2 separate regions of the Salmo salar genome follow, and region 1 is linked to region 2. The links are chromatin contacts, called in public Hi-C maps. All regions are on one chromosome and are shown on one strand. The core of a region is the stretch at or near the end of the contact, and the rest is flanking DNA. Distances in the headings are between cores, read along the strand shown.

What was found. Hi-C and Micro-C count contacts between places; a contact is called where the count stands out from the background.
Region 1: a contact with region 2 is called in a Hi-C map of muscle, with 2.6 times the contacts expected there. The contact joins the enhancer-like site here to the promoter of LOC106601355 in region 2. A contact is called at or near these places in 2 of 3 Hi-C or Micro-C datasets (gill and muscle).

What each region holds. Positions count from the first base shown.
Region 1 is chrssa03:67,766,981-67,771,322 of Ssal_v3.1, forward strand. All of the region lies in intron 1 of LOC106601353 (choline transporter-like protein 2), which reads right to left. Among protein-coding and RNA genes, the nearest start is that of LOC106601353, 8.4 kb to the right of the region's middle. Within about 2 kb of position 2,986, at least 1 of the 13 cell types and tissues checked has an H3K27ac peak or open chromatin away from gene starts, as enhancers often do. A contact at or near this core is called in muscle, where this site is marked.
Region 2 is chrssa03:67,675,910-67,680,674 of Ssal_v3.1, forward strand. LOC106601355 (filaggrin) reads left to right here and starts at 1,448. Exons shown (of 2, transcript XM_014193513.2): 1 at 1,448-1,783. All of the region lies in intron 1 of LOC123741882 (a long non-coding RNA gene), which reads right to left.

The sequences.
Region 1 (4,342 bases), core at 1,736-4,235, 93 kb after region 2:
ACATGCGGCTTGCTTTGATTTCAAAAACGCATCTTGCGACCGCAAGATGTAAAGGCCTTTCAATGCAGGCCTACAATATTATACTCAGATGCGCTCTGCTGAGGTTGGGAGGACAGTGTGCAACACATTGCATCCAGAGGACACTGATCCAATTCTGATCAGAGTAACCTAATGTTTGATATTGTGATCTTTATGTGATTGTTTTTTACTTGTCCATTTGGACAACTTAAATCTATATTCTTCTTGTCCGACAATTGTTTTACTTGTCCTGGGCAAGAGGACAAGTGTTAATGTCGAGCCTTGTCGATGATGAGTCCTCTATCTATCTCTATGAGAACAGGCACAATGCCGATATAAAGTCATTTTTGTTTTCAAAAGTTGACGAAATGCCATGGGCGTCCACTTATATCAGTGCATTCGTAACAACCCAACCATTATGAAACTTCTATTCGATCAAATAAGCCTCACGTAGCAAATTAGCAATTACATTTGGCCACACTTTCTTTGGATAGTCCGTCTGTAGATGCTCTATCAAAATAAAGTCTAACCTTACATTTTTTTGGTGACCAAATTCGACACTTTCATTGACCTCCATACGAAAATACCTCACTTCGTGGGCTTATTTCCATGGACATATTTTGGGCTGAGTAAAACCTCTCGCTTCGCCTATTCCTCTCTGTTATATCCAGGTGTGTCCTCTCAGAGCCATTGCATGTCATATTCATAGGTGTTTTCTACCCTCTTGTGGGAACATGACTGTATTACATTGGGTGGTTTCACCCAGCCTGGCTGGATATTCACATATCCATAACCACATCCTGTTGTGCCATTTCCTCTGCTTACTCTGGGTTTGCACGCTAGCGGGACATTAGACTGCTTTTTATTAAAATACATTTAGCAGTGAGCAATGAAAAGCAATCTCAATAACAATTCAAATTAGATTGCCTTTGTCTGAACCCAACGGGATGCAGTGTATGCTGATGATAAAGACAGATTATGGGGAAATTGAGTATATTTCATGATGAGCTGTGTTTGGAAAATGGGTATTGATGAAAAGCTTCTGTTGGAATCTCTCCATACTCTTTCCAGGCAGTGTAGTCACTTGTTTTGGCCAATGGGATAGTCTATGTCATTCTGGGAATTGCCAATTTTCCATTCATTACAAGTTAGTGAGAGAAAGCAAAGGCTCCCTCTGTCCTCATTTTCTGTAAAACCCTACTGGCCCCATTATTACAAGCATAGTAGCAGACTGTTTACAAGCTACCAGCACAAAATAGAAAATCAGCAACAGTCTCAACATCTCGATGGGCTATGCACAGGGAGGATATTTCACCCTGCAAGAGTTGGATCTCCACTGAATACATAATACGGTAATGACATAAATTCCCACATTTCAGTGTCACATTTTCTCTACAACTTCTCTATGGCTTGAGAAAAGATATTTAAAAAAGCTACAGCACATTAGGAACAAGAGCACAACGTGGTATTCTGTTGGGGAAGCATGGTGAGTGGGAGTGTGCTGTCAGGCCCTGCCAGCTTTAATCAATTAATGCATCCTTTCTTAAAGGGGTGCCTATGGCCTCAGCTTCACTACATTCACTATCAGGACAAATGTTATTTGCTACATCGGTTGTTGTAATAACTTTATTAGGGTACACTACCGTACCTAGATGTTTCCCAAGAATCTGCACAAAGAAATATATATACCACTGTTTCTCTTGTGGACAGAGAGCTCATTGTATAGTGTACTACACAAGGCAGTTTTACTTCTGGTTTTCTTGAGCTTCAGGTATTTGCTTTGGAACTTTTCTAATGTTTCCTGAGTCGAGTTTCCCCTCAATATTATCCTTCCTCCCTAGCCTCTCCTCCTCTCACAGTGAAAACGACCATAAATAAGGTCAACCTTCCATTAAATGTTTTATCTGTCCACCATGCCTGTATTTATACCCATACCGATGTCTACAGTGCTCTATGTACAGAATATAGAGTACTGTTGCTCATTTATGCACTAGATTATGACTGTCATTCTGAATGTGTGTATGCACATATCTTGAGAACAGAAATAATGTATTTTGTTTGGGACTGGTGAACAGCACTGCACTTAAACAGTATACACTCATCCAATGTGCACTTCTCCTGAGTCAACTATTATACAGAGCATTCGGAAAGTATTCAGACCCCTTGACTTTTTCAACATTTTGTAACGTTACAGCCTTATTCTAAAATGTATTAAAATGGTTTTTTTCCCCTCATCAACCTACACACAATACCCCATAATGACAAAGCAAAAACAGGTTTTTCAAAATTTTAGCAAAAAAACTGAAATATGACATTTACATAAGTATTCAGACAGCTCTAGGAAGAGTCTTGGTGGTTCCAAACTTCTTCCATTTAAGAATGATGGAGGAAACTGTGATCTTGGGGACCTTCAATGCTGCAGAAATGTTTTGGTACCCTTCCCCAGATCTGTGCCTCGACACAATCCTGTCTCAGAGGTCTACAGACAATTCCTTCGACCTCATGGCTTGGTTTTTGCTCTGACATGCACTGTCAACTGTGGAACCTTATATAGACAGGTGTGTGCCTTTCCAAATCATGTCCAATCAATTGAATTTACCACAGGTGGACTCCAATCAAGTTGTAGAAACATCTCAAGGATGATCAATGGAAACAGGATGCACCTGAGCTCAATTTCGAGTCTCATAGCAAAGGGTCTGAATACTTATGTAAATAAGGTATTTCTGTTTTAAGTTTTAATACTTTTGCCAAACATTCTACAAACCTGTTATCGCTTTGTTATTATGGGGTATTGTGTGTATTGATGTAGAACATTTTTTTTATTTAATCAATTTTAAAATAAGGCTGTAACATAACAAAATGTGGAAAAAGGGAAGGGGTCTGAATACTTTCCCTGTAGGCACTGTATACCCCTGAGAAAAGAGAAGCATGACGTCATATCAACACAGTAGGCTATAATAGCAGCTTCCCCTCCTCAGTCTGTCTCTCATTACAGTAAGTGCAGTAGTAGAGTGTTGACTGAGTGCAGTATGTATGACCGTTTCCCTCATAGGGAGTTTTCAACATCAAAATAAGATTGACTTGACCAAGAGTCCTGACTGCAGCAGATAACATAACTACTTCAGAGATATCGAAACTAGATATGGAGCCTTGTTGGTGGTTAGGGTAGGGAAGTGTGCCCTCTCTCCAAATATCTCTGCTGGTAAAAACAGCATCCTCTTTATGGTCTGGACTAGATATCTGTACACTTTGGATCAGGGTTCGAATTACAGAGCTACCAGGACACCCCCATAAACGTTACAAATATCAATGTTGGTCCAGTCCACTATTTTTAGAGTATCCCAAGAGACCATATGTAATTCCATCCCTGCTCTGGACTATAATCCTAAACAAAACTCTGCTGTAACAATGAATATCTCTGAATATAAGATGCTCCTGAGTCCTAACCATCTCTTCTTCAGTTTCCACTTTCTGAAGCCTGCTGGATAAACAGGCCTATCTTCCTGAGGAGAGAGTGTCACCTCTACTGTCTGTCTCCATAATTTACTCCAGTGAGAGACTCTCTCAGAGACAACAGACAGCACTGCACTTCACTGAAACCCCCATTCATGTCGTCTTTGTTGTTTTCTCCATTGTGCTCATAGCAGAGATAGATAGGCCAGAGCCTCAGCACCAACCCATTAGACAACATCAATTAGCCAAGTAATCTATGTTTTGATAACATTAACAAAGAAACACAATTACATTCTCTAAAAGTGTCAGGTGCGTCGTAAAAAGTGGACCAAGGCGCAGCGGGTATCGTGCTCATCTTCCTTATTTTATTTGGATAAGCGTGAACACAACAAAAAATAACCAACGACGAACCAGTTCTATAAGGCTTACCAGCTATACAGAAAATAACTACCCACAAACACAGTGACAAAAACCCCCTACTTAAATATGGCCTCCAATTAGAAGCAACGAAGAACAGCTGCTTCCAATTGAAGGCCAAACCAAACCTGAACATAGAAATAGACTAAATAGACATTCAAACATAGAAATAGACAACATTACCCAAAAACCCAAGAATCAAACACACCCCTGCCACGTGCTGACCATACTATAATAACAAAATGACCCCTTTACTGGTCAGGACGTGACAAAAAGTCTGCTAAATGAACCTAATTTCCAAAATAGTGCTCTATTTTCGTACCCCTTACTCATGGCTCTGATTCAGCTATGAAAATCTACAAAACAATGCAGAATTCCAAAGAGTATAGGGGTTTTCACCTTCCAAACATCCAGATGTGACAGACCAGACAGGCTGTGGGAGGGCAGCCAAGTC
Region 2 (4,765 bases), core at 198-2,697:
AGGTACTGAGCTCTTGAGATTCAAGCGGTTATGCAAAAACTGTAACCAGATGCATCGAACCACAAGGCCACAGCTGCTGGAAATGAGAGCCAATGTCACAACAAAATCAGATAACTTAAAGACTCAAATTAGCATGACATGTTACGTTTGGTATGGTTGCATTTTATTTATTTTTTACATTTTAGTCACTTAGCTGATGCTCTTATCCAGAGCGACTTACAGTAGTGAGTGCATACATTTTTTTTTTTTTTGTAGGGTGGATCGGTGGGCATGTAACGCGTGTTCGAATCTCATCACAAACAACTTGAACATTTGAGCTAATTAGCAAACTATTTATTACTTTTTAGCTACATCCTTCCCCAAACCCTAACTTTAACCCTTTAACCTAACTCCTAACCTTCACCTCACAGAAAGAAGGCTGCTGAGGGGAGAACAACTCATAATAATGTCTGGAAAGGAGTTAATGGAATGGTATCAAACACATGGAAACCATGTGTTTGATGAGTTCAATACCATTCAATTAATTCCGTTCCAGATATTACTATCAGCCCGTTCTCCCCAATTAAGGTGCCACCAACCTCCTGTGCTTAACCCTAACCTTAACCCCTAACTCTAACCCCTAGCCTAGCTCACATTAGCCACCTAGCTAACATTAGCGTTAGCCACCTAGCTAATGTTATCCACAACAAATTGGAATTCGTAACATATCAAATGAATTGCAAATTTGTAACATATTGTACGAATTGCAATTCGTAACATATCATATGAATTGCAATTGGTAACATATCATACGAAATGTAATTCGGAACACATCATACGAAATGGATGATTGAAATCCACAAATGAATACATACCATATCAAACATAACATCGCTAATTTGAGTGTCCTGGATTTTCGTTTACTATATTATGTCTACCCCTGAATCCAGGTTGCAGCGATGTGCATGTCACAATTGTATGTGGATATGTCACAATTGTAACTGACCATTGTAGCTCCTGATAAATGTCTCTGACTGGATTCAAACCCATGTCACCTGCTCCACGTTAAGCTAAAGCCCATGCATTCAATCTTCTGAATATGAAGAAAGAACTACTCATGTGCTAATGAGGGACAAAGTGAATAGATTTTGGTTTGCTCATTAGAATAAAGCTGAAAAAATAAAGCTATATTTAAAAGGGCGAAACTGAGCCGTCTGGAGTAATTAGGCCTATCCATTCAATAAAGGGGCACACATTTCTCCCCCAAACAACAGCTGTTGGATACAATTGCTTCTTTATATATCTTCTGCTGAAGCCTTGTTTCTAAAAATGTCTCCCCACCGTTCCATTTTTCCAAGTCTCTCTCTCACTATTAACCTAATTAGGGGTATCTCACCCTACATCTCAGCAAGTCCCTCCCCTCTCTCCTCTTCCCCATCTCTCTGCAACAGAATTCGAAGGAGAAGAAAGGGGAGGGGGCACATACAGCGCGAGCGAGAAACAAAACGTGACTAGGCACCCAAAGACTTCTGTTATGCAACTACTGACCTACTAACATACAATTGGAGACATTTAGAGAGCGAGGAGGAAATTGTAGCAAGTCCCTAACGTAATAAGATAACAGATTCAAAATAAGCGACACAGAATTCATGCTCACATACAGGCACTAATCACAGAGCTCGCACTGTACTTGAAGGACGATCGCACATTTGAATTCGATAGTAGTCGGAAATAGGAATTGTTGAACAGAAGCGTGGCTGTTATATTAGACTTCGCACTGTGGTCTTTTATTTACACATACAAGGTAAGCATTTATTTTATATGGATTGCCTATAAATGTCCCGTCGATTCATGTGTATAATGTGACTTATTATTATCGAAAACAATTCAATCCAATTGTTTAATAATACCAATTTCTGTGTTACTTAGTGGCACTTCGATTAGACTTTTCATCTAATCGAAGTCACTGATCATCACTGATACATTGTTGCAAACATTTTGGCACAACGGGAAGTGTTTATAATGTTGGTGACGGACGTTGAACCATATGTAGGTTCTGTCAATGCGAGGCGTTTTAGTGGCAGAATGTATAGGGCATGATAAGGGGGAGCATGGAATTCCTTCAGAACAAGGAACGCTGGGTGGCAGGGGCCACAGAAAACACACTTATTTGGAGTAGCTTCGTTTTCCCCCATCATAGTAGAGTTTTGAAAATATTGAAAGATACAATAACTTAAAATACGTTAAAATTATTGATCTTTAGATTAATTCCTCTATTCTTTAGTAAAAAAATTATGGACATTTATTTCAGCAACATAAATTAATTTACCAATTGTAAATTATATAAAGACAATTGTATATATATAATATTACCATTGTAATTGAAACGCTTGTGAGTTAAAAGGACACTGTTAAGACTTGGAACGGCACCATTATGGCACGAAACGTGTCTTTTTGGGTAAGGCTATGAGTCCATGGGAGACAACTGGAAAAAATTCCCTGTCGGTCTACACCTGGACTCAGGGTTAGACGTAAACATAGTAAATCTAAATTCAGGACACTTCAATTAGTATGTTGTGTTTCGTATGGTATGTATTCATTTGTGGATGTGAATCATCCATTTCGTATGATAAATTCCGATTCCAATTCGTATGATATGTTACGAATTACAGTTAGTTGTGGCTGTTAGCTAGGTGGCTAATGTTAACATTAGCTAAGTGGCGAACATTAGCTAGCTAGGGGTTATGGCTAAGGTTAACTTTAGGTTAAAGGTTAGGGGAAGGGTTAGCAAATATGCTAAGTAGTTGACAAGTATTGAAAGTAGTTGCTAAAGTTGCCCATTATGAGATTCAAACACGCAACCTTTGGGTTGCTAGACGTTCGCTTTATACGCCCACCCATCCACACTACTTTTGTTTTTGCCTTAAGTAACCATCTGTGTTTGTAACCATACCAAGCGTAACATGTACTTATTTTAGTGTCCCGGATTTAAATTTACTATGTTACGTCTAGTGTATCAGACCAGTCTAGTCTGAGGTCACACTTCTCTCCATCACATGTAGTTATTTGTGAAAGGTTAGCCAACCCGTTAACCCTTCCCCTGCTCAGTGGGGCAAACTGAATCTAGAGTAAAGGCTACTGGAATATTGTGCTGTCCTACATATCTGAAAACATTGTTTTGGATATGAATGATAATCTAAAGTATTGGCTGTTTCTGTAAGGTGAGCTGGATATACTGGGCATGTTTATTTCTGTCCTTATTTAGGCTACTGGGTCAAATGTGAGCCTATCTCAAAGTTTTGACAAGTTGTTGGATTAGCCTATGGGTAGCAAATGCAACAGGGCAACAAGCTATGTGCAAGAAACTTGCTTTTGCCTTGAATGACTTCCCCAGGGATCTGTTATAATATGCAAAATGTACATTTATCAGAGACACCACAAAGAGTAGTGGTATGTTGAAGAGGGCTAAAAAAACATGTGATGTGATGTGGATATGTGCCTGCCGTGTAGGCTATTAGTTATATTGGGAAACAATTTTAGACAATGTAACGCTCTACAGCGACTATGTAACATGCATTATAGTTTACAATTCCGTATCAGCAACACTGTTGTGCACTGCATGTCCATCTCAACGTTTAACCTATGCTGTTATTAGGCTACATGCATATAAGAATTAATACTGAACACACACTTGTTGTAACTTGTCTTATAAAAGACCATCCTGCTCAGTCTGTATGTTGAAAGTACCCCCACACTGCACGTGGGAATGACTGTGGAATGAGTGCCCACGCCCGGTGCCCGCAGCTCATGCATTTGTTGTTTAGTGATGGCATGCGCACTTGTGTCTTGCCTACTTTTGGTGCTGCGGTAAGGGTGTAGGCTATTCATGTTTTCTTGAAAAGTCATACCGAAATTATATCTCACAAAAAGTTTATCAATACCATATAGTTTAGAATATAGCCTATGGTACAGGTGTGCTATGGTACAGGTGTGCTATGCACAATGGGAAATTACGCAAAGCATTTGGTTATGCGTTCAATTGTTGTAACACATTGCACTAAAGGCTCTAGTAATGGTGCGGGTTGCATAATAAATAATTTAAGTAATAAAACATATGGGTAGGGGAGATGATGCAATCAGCGGAAACCCATAGCCTCTATTGTGCTTTGCTGAGGAGGGTTAATTGGTTGGCGCATAAGGTGGACCGCTATGCCAGCTCCAAATGTAGGTCACATTAGTCATAACGGGGAGGGGATGTGCTGCAGAGCCCCCTATAATACCAGAATAAAAACCTAACAAAATGAATCCTAGCTGACTTAACAAAGACACCCAACCAATTCATGCAGAACAGAAACACTGATGGGCAGCAGATAAACGCACCTAATAAACATTTGGGTTTCCTTCATATCGTAGTGATACACAATTAGAAACATAGTCATTTAGCCTTTATACATTCAGGTTTCCTTCATATCGTAGTGATACACAATTAGAAACATATTCATTTAGCCTTTATACATTCAGGTTTCCTTTATATCGTAGTGATACACAATTAGAAACATATTCATTTAGCCTTTATACATTTTCTTCAATCCTCAACTTTCTGTACCACACCCCTTTCCATAAATTGCAATGCAATGATCAGCTAGTATATTCCTTATTGTATTAGTAGGCTATTGCTAAAAACATGGTAATAACATGGCTATAATTATCATGAGGATGAGATTACCTATGTTTCACTAGAGCAGCGTGCACAATGTCTTGTTTCACTCCTATTGTAGTTGATGGT